Regions from separate parts of the Mus musculus genome. Here region 1 is linked to region 2. Evidence: chromatin contacts called from public Micro-C data. All regions are on one chromosome and are shown on one strand. Each heading gives the region's core, a stretch centred on a gene start, on an enhancer-like site or on the middle of the called end of the contact. The rest is flanking DNA. Distances are from core to core; before and after follow the strand shown.

Evidence for each region. Hi-C and Micro-C count contacts between places; a contact is called where the count stands out from the background.
Region 1: a Micro-C map of the AtT-20 cell line shows a contact between it and region 2, with 5 times the contacts expected there. The contact joins the enhancer-like site here to the promoter of Arhgef18 in region 2. A contact is called at or near these places in 1 of 39 promoter capture datasets (macrophages), 4 of 15 datasets of contacts at CTCF or cohesin (CD8 T cells, the G1E-ER4 cell line, embryonic stem cells and 1 more), 90 of 484 Hi-C or Micro-C datasets (3T3-L1-derived adipocytes, the AML12 cell line, the AtT-20 cell line and 54 more), 16 of 115 datasets of contacts at active chromatin or transcription factors (the 230-238 cell line, the SCID.adh cell line, T-cell acute lymphoblastic leukemia and 9 more) and 5 of 9 other capture datasets (adipose tissue, embryonic stem cells, liver and 2 more).

What each region holds. Positions count from the first base shown.
Region 1 is chr8:3,386,795-3,392,877 of GRCm38.p6, reverse strand. Arhgef18 (rho/rac guanine nucleotide exchange factor (GEF) 18) reads right to left here. Exons shown (of 29, transcript NM_001370668.1): 7 at 5,912-5,956; 8 at 5,167-5,244; 9 at 4,775-4,877; 10 at 4,460-4,601. Among named protein-coding and RNA genes, the nearest start is that of Gm30369, 34 kb to the right of the region's middle. Within about 2 kb of position 4,292, at least 19 of the 459 cell types and tissues checked have an H3K27ac peak or open chromatin away from gene starts, as enhancers often do. A contact at or near this core is called in the AtT-20 cell line, the N1E-115 cell line, the SCID.adh cell line and 3 more, where this site is marked.
Region 2 is chr8:3,348,597-3,355,306 of GRCm38.p6, reverse strand. It overlaps Arhgef18 (rho/rac guanine nucleotide exchange factor (GEF) 18), which reads right to left and starts at 1,870. Exons shown (of 29, transcript NM_001370668.1): 1 at 1,577-1,870. The coding sequence starts at 1,580. Gm30369 (a long non-coding RNA gene) reads left to right here. Exons shown (of 5, transcript XR_870091.2): 2 at 387-454; 3 at 1,500-1,601; 4 at 5,373-6,444.

The DNA of each region.
Region 1 (6,083 bases), core at 3,043-5,542, 35 kb before region 2:
TGTCCTTATATCAACTTCAGCCCTCCACATGCATATGCACATAGGTATACACACTCATACACACGTGTGCCCGCACACATACTGGCGCGTATACACACACCACATGCACAAACACATAGGAAAAACGGGAAAAGAACAGAAAGCAAAACTGTCACAACAAAAATCCTCAAAGCTGGTAGACAGGGTATGAGAAGCACAACGGATTTCTCAGACCACCTACTGCTAGCTTTTGAGCCTCAGTCTTGTCCCTTGATTTAGGGGTATCTTTTTGTTCTCTAATAAACTGTCTCTATTCTAACACACATTCGCATACCAGACACTCCCACTTAGGAAGCATCCGATATCTGCAAACAAGCTGCTGAACACTGAGAAACATATCAAAGACCCTATTGGAGGTGAGATAGCAGTGAAACCTCTCAGTGGGCTAAAGTGCTTGCCACCAGCCTCAGCTGATAACAGGAACCCACATCTTGTAAGGAGAGAATGATTACCACAAAGTTGTTCTTTGACCTACACACACACATATGCTTGAGGAGGCCCAGAGAAGGAATTCGATTCCTTGAAACTGGAGTTAAGGATGATTATGAACCACTCACTATGTGGGTGCTGGGAACCTATCATGGATTCTCTACAAGAGCAGCAAGTGCTTTTGACCACTTAGCTTTCTCTTGCCCAAGATAACTTCTAGCTTGGCAAAGGGGCACACACATGTAGTCCTAGGTATTTAAATGGCCAAAGCAGAAGAATCACATAAGCCCAGGAGTTTGGAAACAGCCTTTGTGATATATCAAGGCTTTACTTTTTAAAAAGCAATATAAAACAAAGCAATCCCTTCCTCAAAGAATAACAAAAAACTAAGAAAGAGAAATACATAAACTTTTTGGAGGGCTGAGATGTTTAAGAGTGTTTGTCTGTTGTTTGAGAAGCCTTGGGTTTCCACCCTCAACCCATATGAAAAACCATTCGTGGTGATGGAGATCAACAATCCCACTTCTAGGTAGGTGGGAGCTGGAGAAGCAGAAGCTTAAAGCATCCCTGGCTACGTGGTCAATTTGAGGGCAGCCTGGGTTACCTGAGACTCTGTCTCCAAAAACAAACAACAAACAAACAAAACTAAAATCCTTGGGGCAGCAAGATGGCTCAGTGAGTAAAGGTGCTTGCTGCCAGTGTGTACCTCTAAGGAGCCCTCCAGAAAAGAACTCCAGCTTAGCAGACAATGCTACAATCCACTCAGCCCTACCATGGTTACCTGAATGCTACAAGCAGGCAATACATACAATAAGAAAGGCTAAAGATACAGCTCAGTTTGGGGAGTGCTCGTCTAGCATTCGTGAAGCTCTGGCCTCCAGCCCCAGCACCGCATAAACTGGCTGTAATGATACATGACTATAATTCCAGAAGGACTGGAAGTCCCACTCATTTTTGACTACATGGCAAGTTTGAAATTTGGGGGCAGCCTGGGCTATATGAGACTGTTTTATGAAAGAAAGAATGAAAAAAAGAAAAAAGAAAGAAAGGAAGAGAAAGAGAAAGAAAGATGGGAGGTCAAGGGGTAGAGGGAAAAGAGGAGGAGAAGAGGAGAGGAGAGAAGAAAAAGGAGAAAGAAATCATGACACCACACCTACTCAAAAGTGAAGACAACCGCCAGGCAGTGGTGGCACAGGCCTTTAATCCCAGCACTTGGGAGGCAGAGGCAGGCAGATTTCTGAGTTTGAGACCGGCCTGGTTGATGAGCAAGTTTTAGGACAGCCAGGGCTACACAGAGAAACCCTGTCTCAAAAGAAGACATTCTATCTCAAAAGTAAAAATCAGGCTGGAGGTGTGTCTCAGTAGTAGAGCACCCGCCTAGAATCCCCCAATGAGGGACTGGGGTGTAGCTCAGCTGTGGAATACTGGCCTAATGTGTCATGTCTCTTGTGTCCAGTCACCATTACAATAAACAGCAGTAGCCACAGGCAGACTGTCCTATAGTCCCTGAATGAGTAAAATGACACTATGACAAAAAAGGGGTGGGGACAGGGTGATGAAGAAAAGCCGGTCTTTCAGGTGTCTGGGAGGCACTAGGTCTGTTGTTCTTACACACCCTAGGGCCTGCTGGTAGTCTTAGATAACCAGGTCTCACCTTGGGCCATCCTGCACCAACAAAAGACATTTGACAATGTTTGGAGACATTTTGTCACGACTTTAGACTAGGCAGGTGCTATTAGTGCCTAGTGGGTCAAGGTCATTCTAGGGGGATGATTAGCCTCAAAGGCCAACAGTGCTGATGTCCTGCAGTTGAACCTTGAACTTGCCTGAGTCTTGCTTGTAAATACTCTGTAGTTTGACCTTTTGCTACTAATGTTTACATGCATGGACACATGTGCACATTCACACAGACACAGAGACACACACAGAGATACACAAAGACACACACACACAGACACACACACAGACACACAGACACACACACACACACACAGACACACACACACACACACACGATAGGATCTCATGTATCCAAGCTTGAATTTACTATCTAACCTGTTATTAGACGCGTTCTCACGCCCGGCCAGGAAGAACACCACAGACCAGAATCTTCTGCGGCAAAACTTTATTGCTTACATCTTCAGGAGCAAGAGTGTAAGAAGCAAGAGAGCGAGAAAACGAAACCCCGTCCCTATTAAGGAGAATTATCCTTCGCCTAGGACGTGTCACTCCCTGATTGGCTGCAGCCCATCGGCCGAGTTGACGTCACGGGGAAGGCAGAGCACATGGAGTGGAGAACCACCCTCGGCACATGCGCAGATTATTTGTTTACCACTTAGAACACAGCTGTCAGCGCCATCTTGTAACGGCGAATGTGGGCGCGGCTCCCAACACTAACCTACTATGGTATTAAGCTTCTGATCCTCCTGCCTCCACATCCTGAATTCTGGGAACACAGGCATGCACCACCTGTGCTGAAGGCGGAGCCCAGAGCTTTCTGCATGCTAGACAAATGCTCTGCCAGCTGAACTACATCTTAAAAGATACAACATACATGTCTTTTAAGGAGCAACTACCATACATACCACCTTCTCTTTAATTCTCCTCAAAATTGGGCTTGATTTCAAAAGGGTAAGTTCTAAATCCCAGGGACAATCAGAGTTCTCTCTCTCTCCAGGGATTCCAGTAACCTAGGTCTATTTGCCAAGCACAGACTTATGCCAGCCCAGCCTTGCCTAGCAGTTTTGGACAGCTCCAGGAGGGAGGAAACTCTGTGCTATGAGTTGAACTGTCTCCTCTCAACTAATATATTATAGCCCCATCCCTTCTCTTATTGCAGAATAAGCCCATGGGCCAGTAAAGTACTAATAACCTGAATTCTATCCCGGAACCCACATAGTGAGAGAAGAGAACTGACCTCCATGTACACACACACACACACACACATCTACACAGGAAATAAAAATAAATAAGATGCAACTGAAATAAAGATTAAGATCTTGTTTGGAAATTTTTCCTTGCACATTTACTTCATCTTAACTCACAATGAGCTTCATAATGGTCTAGATTGAGCCCTTACTCCAAAGTGACGATGGGTCCTTAAAGGGAAGGAGATTGGAGACTGGCATGGTGACACATCAGAAAAAGTACTTTCCCTGAAAGCATGAGGATCCAAGTTCAACCCCCCAGAACCCACATAAAAATAATAAACAATAAATTGAGCATGAGGGCACACAGTGCACAAGTCCGAGGTAGGAGGATTTGCTGAGTCAGCAAACCCCAGATTCTCCGAAGACCTTGTCTCAAAATATCATGTGGAGAGTGATAGAGGCAGGTACCCAGAATTAATCCCTAGCCTCCACATGCACGAGGACATGTGTGCATGTATGTACATGGATTCACCTGGACACAAATCACACATTAAACCATGATGGAAAGGCATACGAGGAAAGACTGCCAAGCTTGTTCTTTGGTGTTCATACACGAGCACCTTTAAGTGCACACGTGAATAAGCACACATACAGTGGAAGGAAAAAGAGACAAGAGAGTTTGGAACTCCAGTGTGCACACAAGAACATTGTAGGATGATGCTGTCACGAGGTTGGAGAGCTACCAGAATGTGCAAGAAGGGTGTGGAGAAACCCGACACCTGTAGATAACATGACCTTGGCCAGCCAGGTCCCAGTGCTACAACAAAACACATTTCTGAGATTTTAACCAGGAAACACATGCTATTTTGTCACCACATCTGATAAATACTCTGCCTGAGTCCAGATCCTACTGGATTTTTACAAAGGCCAAAGCTGAGACAGAGAGCTTAATCACCATCTTCAGTGCCCAACGGGTCCCTCTGGCCCTTTCCAGGTTGCTATTTACACTTGCTCACATTGGAGAGGGTGAAATGGAGCCAGGAGGTACCAGAGAATGGAGGGACATTATGAAGAAAAAAGGCTGACACTCCATTGGATGGATGGATGGGGCTGGGACTCACCTGAGTTCAGCAAAGGTTCGCCACACAGAGGACAGCTGGAGTGGCCCGAGAAGGTTCCTCGCATCAGCTGGTGCCCATTGACACACTCCCGCTTCCCTGGAAGATCCTGAGTCTTATCTTTTAGATGTGCTGGACTCTTCCCCTGCACGAGAAAATGATGGGTCTTAGGATATCTCCTGCAGAGGCTAGTCTTTTTACGCCCTCCACCTCTGTTTATCTAGTCCTGGCTTGGATCCCAGGGTTCCCAAGTCAAGGGTACATTACGGAGCATGGAAAGGAAGTGCGAGTCCCCAAGTTCCAGTTCAGCCCCCTCACCTTCTCCTTCTGCCTCGTGACCCTGCTGCGGAGGGAGCTCAGGCTGCGCTTCACTCTGGTGCTCTTGCCGGGCTTCTCAATCTTGCACGCACCATCCTCGCTCCTGGACAGTGAGGAAAGCTTCAGGTACCTTCTGAGGCAACTCTGGAAGGTGCCCCAGGAATATGTTGCCCCCTAATGTGATCCCATCTTTGGTTCCCAGCTCCCTGTCTCTTCTTCCCTAGGGTTTTCTTTTTCCTCTCCTTTCACTTTCCATCCCCTTACTCTGCAGCCCAGGCAGCCCTTGAACCTGTGATTATCATGTCTCAGCCTTTGCTCTCTAGGTGAAGTCAGCTCTTAGGAGACTTGGCATAAAGGCTCTACTATAGCCACCTCTGGCAATGTGTGCTTACTCAGACAGGAACTCAAACCAGGTGAGGTTGGAGTGGGCTCCTCCAGGGCTGGTGGACATGCGAGCTCGCTGACGGGCCCTGTAGGGGCAGAGTGGGACGGACATGTAGGTATGCAGGCAACTCAACTCGTATCCTTCACTTCTGCATCCCCAGAGCTTTAGAGGTGCATCACAGGGGCTCCTGTCTGAGGGCCCACCACTGACTGTGGACTTACATCCAGGGGCACTACAGCAGCTTTCCAGCAGAGGGCAGCAGTACTGAGCCTTGGACAAACCACTTGAGCACGTGGGAAAGTTCTCTAACAGATCTCAGGAATCAGAGACCTTCTCTTTGTCTCATTCTCCATAGGGTTTCCTTGCTTCATCTCTCCATCCTCCCCCTCAGCACCATTTCCTTCCTCATTTTTTCCTTTTTCTTCTTCTTCCCCTCCCTCTACCACCTTCATTGTATTCTTAACTCCTGCCTCCTTCTCTTCTTCCTACCTCCCCTCCCCTCTTTGGCAGAGTTTCACTACACAGCCCAAGTTAGTCTTAAACTCACAGTCTTCTTGCTTTGTCAGTCTCCTAACGCTGAGGTGATGTGCATGTATCATCACAGCCATAAGCCCCCTTCTTCCTCCTACCAGATCCTGTAACTGTGTGCTCCCCTACAGATGCCGACACCTGTCCCTTGTGTACACACCACATATCTCCCTTACCTGTCCCACGTTTGTCCTCTCCTTCATGCCTGCTCCCTTCTCACTTACCCATGATACTGCCTCAGCTCCTGAAGCACCTGTTGTACTATCAACCTAGGAAGAGATGGGATATACACACACACGAACCACGATTACTTGGCCAGGCCCAAGGTCCCATGTACACTCTTAACTGGGTGCCCTGAAGATTCTGGGGTGTCTTTCCTTTAGGCAAAGGTTGTTT
Region 2 (6,710 bases), core at 621-3,120:
TAGTTGATTATTAATTTGCACGTGTGGGCACAATCCACAGAACGTGAGCAGAGGTCAGAGGGCAACTTGCAGGAGTCAGTTCTCTCTCCAACGTATGGATCCCAGGGCTCAGGCTCGGGTCCTCAGGCTTAGCCTCTACCTGCTGAACCGTCTTGCTGGCTCCCACCTTATTTTTTCTTATTTTTATTTTCGAGACCGGCTTTCCCTGACTCTCCTTGAGGTTCACTGATTCAGCTAAACTGGCTAGTCGGAGAGCTTCAGTGATCCTGTCTCTGCCTCCACAGTGCTGAGCTATCAGGCCTGCACCACCATGCTCAAAACCTGTTTTTTTTTTTCATGAGTTTAGGGGAGCTGAACCAAGTTCTTATTCTGTGTTATCTCCCTAGGTCCTCTTCAAGACCCATGAAAAGCTGCCTCAGACAGGAATTTACAGTCACAAGAAGGGTGCTTAAAGGTGGGTACAACTTGGAGTTTTCCCTCAGAAACCAGGGTGACTCTCTTGGAGGGTCAGCCCTGTGGGAGCCACATTCAAAGCCTGTCTCCTACCTAACTCACCACCTCCGTTAGAGTGGTCAGCTCTAAATCCACTGATACATGGCTCCAGGGGTCGCCTTCCTACACCCGAGAGTGCACAAAGTCAACAGAAACTGAGGAAACTGTAGTCTTGGGTGTGCCTGGTACAAACCACAGCCTGCCTCCTCACCTCACTCCATTCCGGCAGTTGTTGTGGGAGGTTCCTCAAACTGGGCCACAAAGGGAGCCACCAGTGACTCCCCAGGGTTAAGGGCCTACAGCTGGAGGGCTATTGAGCAGAGGGTGGTCCCCATTTGGAAGACCTGGAAAGATCGGCTTTTCAGCAGATGTCAGCCTTAAAATTTTGCTTTGCAGACAGGATTCTCCAAGTCTGTGTCAGGCAAGGCTGAACAAAACCCCAGAGCCAATGCTTTGAAAGGTGAAGAGGTCAAGCTGCAGTGTGGTGGTATGCGTGCATACCTGTTACCCCAGAACTGGGGAGGCACAAGTAGGAATGCTGGGAGTTGGAGGCAAGCCTGGACTGCATGGTGAGACCCAGATTCAAAAGCAAAACAAAACAGAACAAGGCAAAACACGGACACCTGCTGAAAAGGCGCTTAGACTTCCTCCCTCATCCCTGGCCCCCTACTCCTCCGTCCCCACACAGGCTTTGCTTACAAAAGGTTCCTTCAGACTCCATCATAGGTCTCCTCTAGACCAGGTGGCCTCTGAACTCCCTATGTAGCTGAGGATAACCTAAACCTCTAATCCTCCTGCCTCCATCTCCCAAGTGATGCTTGACAGCGTACAACACCCAGCTTTGACTTATGCAGTGCTGGGGATGAAACCCAGGACTTTGCCCATGCTAAGCAAGCACCCTATCAATTGAGCTATCTCCCCAGCACCCTCCAGGGTCATTTTAGGATTCCTGATCTCTGCAGTGCAAACAGCTGCCCCACTCTCTTACTGTTGTGTCCCGGCTATAGGAGTCAATCTCCTGCCTCACAGACTCTCAGACGTGCAGATCCCGAAGTGCCCACCACTCTTCAAGATAGTCACTCACCCATGAGTTCCCGATTCTTGCTCAGGTAGGTAACTGGCTTTGTTAACAGCTCTTGCAGCTCCCATGTCACACAACCAGGGTTTCAAGGGACACATGAGCCAGGCTAACCACAGAGTGGCTCAACTCTGCCCAGTTTCCTCTTTCTAAGCCACCGGCTTTTTATGGTTGTCTTCATCAATATTGAGCAGCAGGCAGCAGGGGTCAGCAAGGAGAGGAGAAAACAAATGGAGGTGGGTTATGAGGATCTGGGAGTCCACCCTCAGCCTGTACCTGCCGTAGGCGTCACGGGGAAGTAAAGTAAAGAATGTAAAGCCTCCCACGAGGGGAGGGGAGGGGAGGCAGCAGCACTGAACCCCCACCCGGCAGCTTCCTGTGGCGCCAACTGCTGAAGAGGAACGGGGTGTGAGGGCCTCACCCTAACACTCGGGCACACAAACAGAGACACATGGGACATGCAAGTCACATGTCTCTAGACAGACACACGCTGGAACACACATGGGGACAGACACATATGTGGGTGTGTGGACCCATGGAAACATGTGGAGCTGAACGCTGGGTTTGTAAATGTCTACCAGCGATCATTCTGCTTGGTATCTGTCTGTTTTCCCGGTGTAAATACTGCCACTACCGCTAACTCCACTTCTTCAACTAACGCACTGTTACCAGAGCTGTTAAGGTTAGAGCTTGAGTCCTGGCAGTCTCCTAACAAACCAGATTCAGCGACTCATTCTAAGAAAGTCAGTCGAGGAAATGGCTCAAAGGGTCAAGTGCTTGCTGTGCAAGCAAGTGGAATTGATTTTAGTTCCCCACCCCCACCTGACTAAATAAAGTCAGGGTGTGGTAAGGCCACCTGTGAGAACTCCAGTACTGAGCTGGCAGATAGGAGAATCCCAGGGAAGGGCAGGCTACCCAGTCTGATCCAGTGTTCCAGGTTCAGTGAGAGACATTGTCTCAAAAATAAGTGCATGTGGTGGTGCACGCCTTCAATCCCACTGGGCAGGCAGAGACAGGCGCACCTCTGAATCTGAGGCCAGCCCAGTCTTCAGAGGAAGTCTAGGCAACCAGGGCAAACAACAGTGAGAAGTAGAAAAAATGTATCTATTCAGGGTTGCTGCACCTGTAAGAGGACCAAACGGCCCCCTGCTCCTCCCACCTCTCCCCTCCAAGTCCATCCTTAGAGACCTGGTATTAGATGTAGGTTTAAATAGAAGGCAAGAGGTATGCGCAGGGCTGGAGAGATGGCTCAGTGGTTAGGAGTGCTTGCTAGTCTTCTAGAGGACCTGAGTTCAGTTCCCAACACCTACACTGGGTGGCTCATAACTGCTTAATTTCTGCTATAGAAGGTCCTGTGCCCCTTCTGACCTCTATAGGCACCCAACACAATTGCATGCACACACACGCACATATCCACACACAGACAAACACACATACCCCAGACAGTTGCACACACAAGCACATATTCATATACAGACAAACGCACATACCCACAGCCACCTGCATATATACATTCATATATATACACACACAAACAAATACACATACAGGTACACGCACACATATGCACACATGTGCACACACACATACACACTTAATAATAGGAATGAATATAGACTATCTTCACTCCTACCAGGATGGGTACACCAGTACCTGAAAAGGTGAGCAGAAGAAGGGTTTAAACTTGGCTCCACACTGGAACTGAGTGAGTGGTCTCTTAGCATGAAACTCTTGTGAGTTCTCAAATGTGGCCCTCTGGGAAACAGTAATGTACAAATAGCAGCATTCACACATGCAGAGATTCCTGGGTGGATACATTGGTCTTTGCACAGACATGAGAAGCTGAGCACAGTTACACACATGCTGTGTAGAATAGTAGTGTCTATACGCGCAGAAAGCTCTGAGTAGACACACATTATACTCTGGGCTCTGCACATATATGTGGAACTGTATGCACAGGTGAACACACATAGAGTATAGACAGTGAGGCCATGCCGTGGCACACAGGATGCACCACAAGCAAGAGCAACAGAAGAAAGTGTGTTTTGGCTTACAGTTCCAGAGGGCTAGTGTAGGCAGCCGGGCGCCTAAAAGATGGCGCCGGCCTCCGGTACACCGTCGCCATAAACAACGCCACTGCGCAGGCGATAGCCCGAATCTGGCGCCAACCCCTCCCGAGCAGGTGCATACAAATCAAAGTGCCGGCAGACTGACCAATCCCAGGAGGACACATAGCTCTCCCCAGTGCTGGGGTGTATATAAGCAGTCCTTCCTGGGTTTCCGGAGTTCCCGTAGCAAGGTGTTCCTGAAATAAAGAAGGCTGTTGAGAAGAATCCGACTGTGTTGCGTTTTTCTTGCTGGACGAGGTGAGTGCAACAGGCTAGATGTACTTTAATGCCAGGAAGGCAAGGAAGCAGGGGTTGGAAGCTGAGAGATCACATCTTTATTTACCACCAAGAAGCAGAGTGCAAATTGGAAGGGCAGTGAAGCTACATACTCTCAAGACTTATCCCTAGTGGCAGTCTTTCTCCAGCAATGCTGTACCCCAAAAGTTCTATAACCTCTCCAAACAGTACCACCAACTGGGGACCAAATGTTCAAATACACAAGCCTATGGGTGGTGTTTCCTATTCAAACCACCCCAAAGGAGACGGAGACCTCCGAGACACATGTTTACACAGCGCCAATCTGGAGACACAAGAGCATCTCACACAAACACTCAACCACATCTAGCCTCTCAGACTCGCCAGACCCCTGCAGACTTCTCCGGCTTGTCTTGGCTCCCAGGAGTGGATCATTAATCTTCTGGAATGTTGGGCCTGTGTTATGGCTAAGTGGATAAAGGAGCCTGCTTACCTCAATTTGATTCCTGATCCCAGGTTAGTAGAAGGAGAGAAATGACTGCTGCAAGTTGTCCTCTGACCTCTACAGGTGTACTGTGCAATGCAGAGCCACACACACGGACATTGAATAAATAAAAATGTAATGAGATAAAAGAATTCAGGACAGTTGAAAGCTGGTGGTTAAATGCATCATGCGTTGTGTGTGAGTGTCGATGTGCAAGCAGGTGTGTGTGTGTGTCTGTGTTGGTGGAGGTTGGAGGAACCTTGGGTGTCGTTGGAGGAACCCTGAGTGTCATTGGAGGAATCTTGGGTGTCATCAGAGGAACCTTGGATGTCATCGGAGGAACCTCAAGTGTCACACCACTGGTGCTTCCCATTTATTTTTTAAATGAAGTCTCTCCCTTGGCCTCAAATTCAACAAGTAGGCTGCGCTGGCTGGACAGCAAGCCCCAGAACCTGCCTATCTCCATGTCCCTGGCTCTGGAATTACCCAAGTGTGCAAGTATGTACTACCGTGTCCAGATATTTTTACGTGGATTCCTGGGATTGAACACAGGTCCTTAGACTCATGAGGCAAGCACTTGATCCACTGGGCCACCTCTTCACCCCCATCCCACTTTTATTATTATAAACCTTGCTGTTTTAAGACAGGGTCTCTCCAAGTTGTTCAGCTTGGTCTTGAACTTAATTTATAGTTCAGACAGATTCACAACTTACATGCTTTCTGCCTCAGCCTGGAATGAGAGCTTGTACCACCATGCCTAAATACATTTTTGACAGTGTGTGTATACTTGCTGAGGTCAGGCTGTGCCCTTGAGGTGGCTAACTTTGATTGTCAACTCGACCACATATTGAATTAACTAAAACCCAAGCAGCTGGGCAGACACCTATGAGGAATTTTCTTAATTGGATTATTCGAAGTAGGAAGATTCACTTTGAATATGGGTTATATCTTCCAGTGTCTCCTCACTCATACCAGTCTGTTCATCTACCCTGTTGCTGAGACATTTCTTCTCTGGTATTGGAACTGGATTCAGACTTCTTTGGGATTCCAATTTAGACTGAAGACCAGAAGCTCTCCAGGAACCCTCCAGACCTCCAGCACCAGATTGGGACTGCAGAGACATTCAGTCTTTATTGCTGGGCTGCCTCGACCTGCCAGCTTCTGAATAATGTCATATAGACATAATAATGACATATTATCTATTAAGCTTAGACTTTAGCTGGCCACCTCTCAGCCATCTCACCTCATTTAGGTTAACCTGACTATTCTATTCCACATCCTGGCACATGACCTGTTACCTGTCTCTCACATACTCAGTCTTGGCACCTGTTCCTTCTGTCTGCTGTGTCCAGTTGGTGACTCTCAAGCCTCTCAGTTCTTCCCACACTTCCCACTTCCGTCCGGATGTTCTGCCTTTCCTTGCCGGTTTGCCTTCAGCTCTTTATTAAGCCCGTCAGAAGGTGATGGGGAAGAATGTTTACAAAATACTCAGGTAGGTGATGTTCCAATAAACATAACAATACGAAGGTCCTGGCAGACAGTACTAAACTCTCTGCTGGTACCTAAGTTAACATTTGAATAATACAAAGACAACCTTTACACAGTGCACAAAAAGATTATCCCAAGTGTTGACTGAACAACTATCAGATTCCTGGCCTTTCCACCAGGAAGACAGCCAGTTTTGGACTATAGAGGCCACCACCTGTAAGCTACTCTAATAAGGCGTGTGTGTGTGTGTGTGTGTGTGTGTGTGTGTGTGTGTGTGTTCACTCATCCTACCAGTTCTGCTCTTTTAGAGAACCCTAGTACAGCCCTACTCTGAGTTACTCTACATTGTATAAAACAGTGTTTTTATTTTTTATTTTTTTGACTGTGCCATGCTCCAGGAGACTCTTTTACGAGGCGCTTCTGACTCTATTTTGAGAACCCAGGAACGGTCTCATCTGTCGGACACATTTCATCCAGCACAGACTGATATGTGATTTATTCCTGAGAGCAGAAAGGATCTGCCCCATAAGTCTACTTGGGTGAGTGGAAGTGGTGGGGGCACATATGAATATTAAAATAATATTAGGAAAACAAGGCCCAGAACTTATCAGACACACCAGACTAGGGTAAAGGTCTAACTCTCTCACCTGGACCCCATAAAGTGATGGGCACAAAACAGGGTGACATCACACTGCTATGACCTCAGAACAACCTGTCACCCGACACCTGGTGTGTACAGCAGGAAGTGAGGACACGCTAGCTGTCCTTTGAGCTTCATCGGGGTTGGTCCCCTACCGTCCATTAG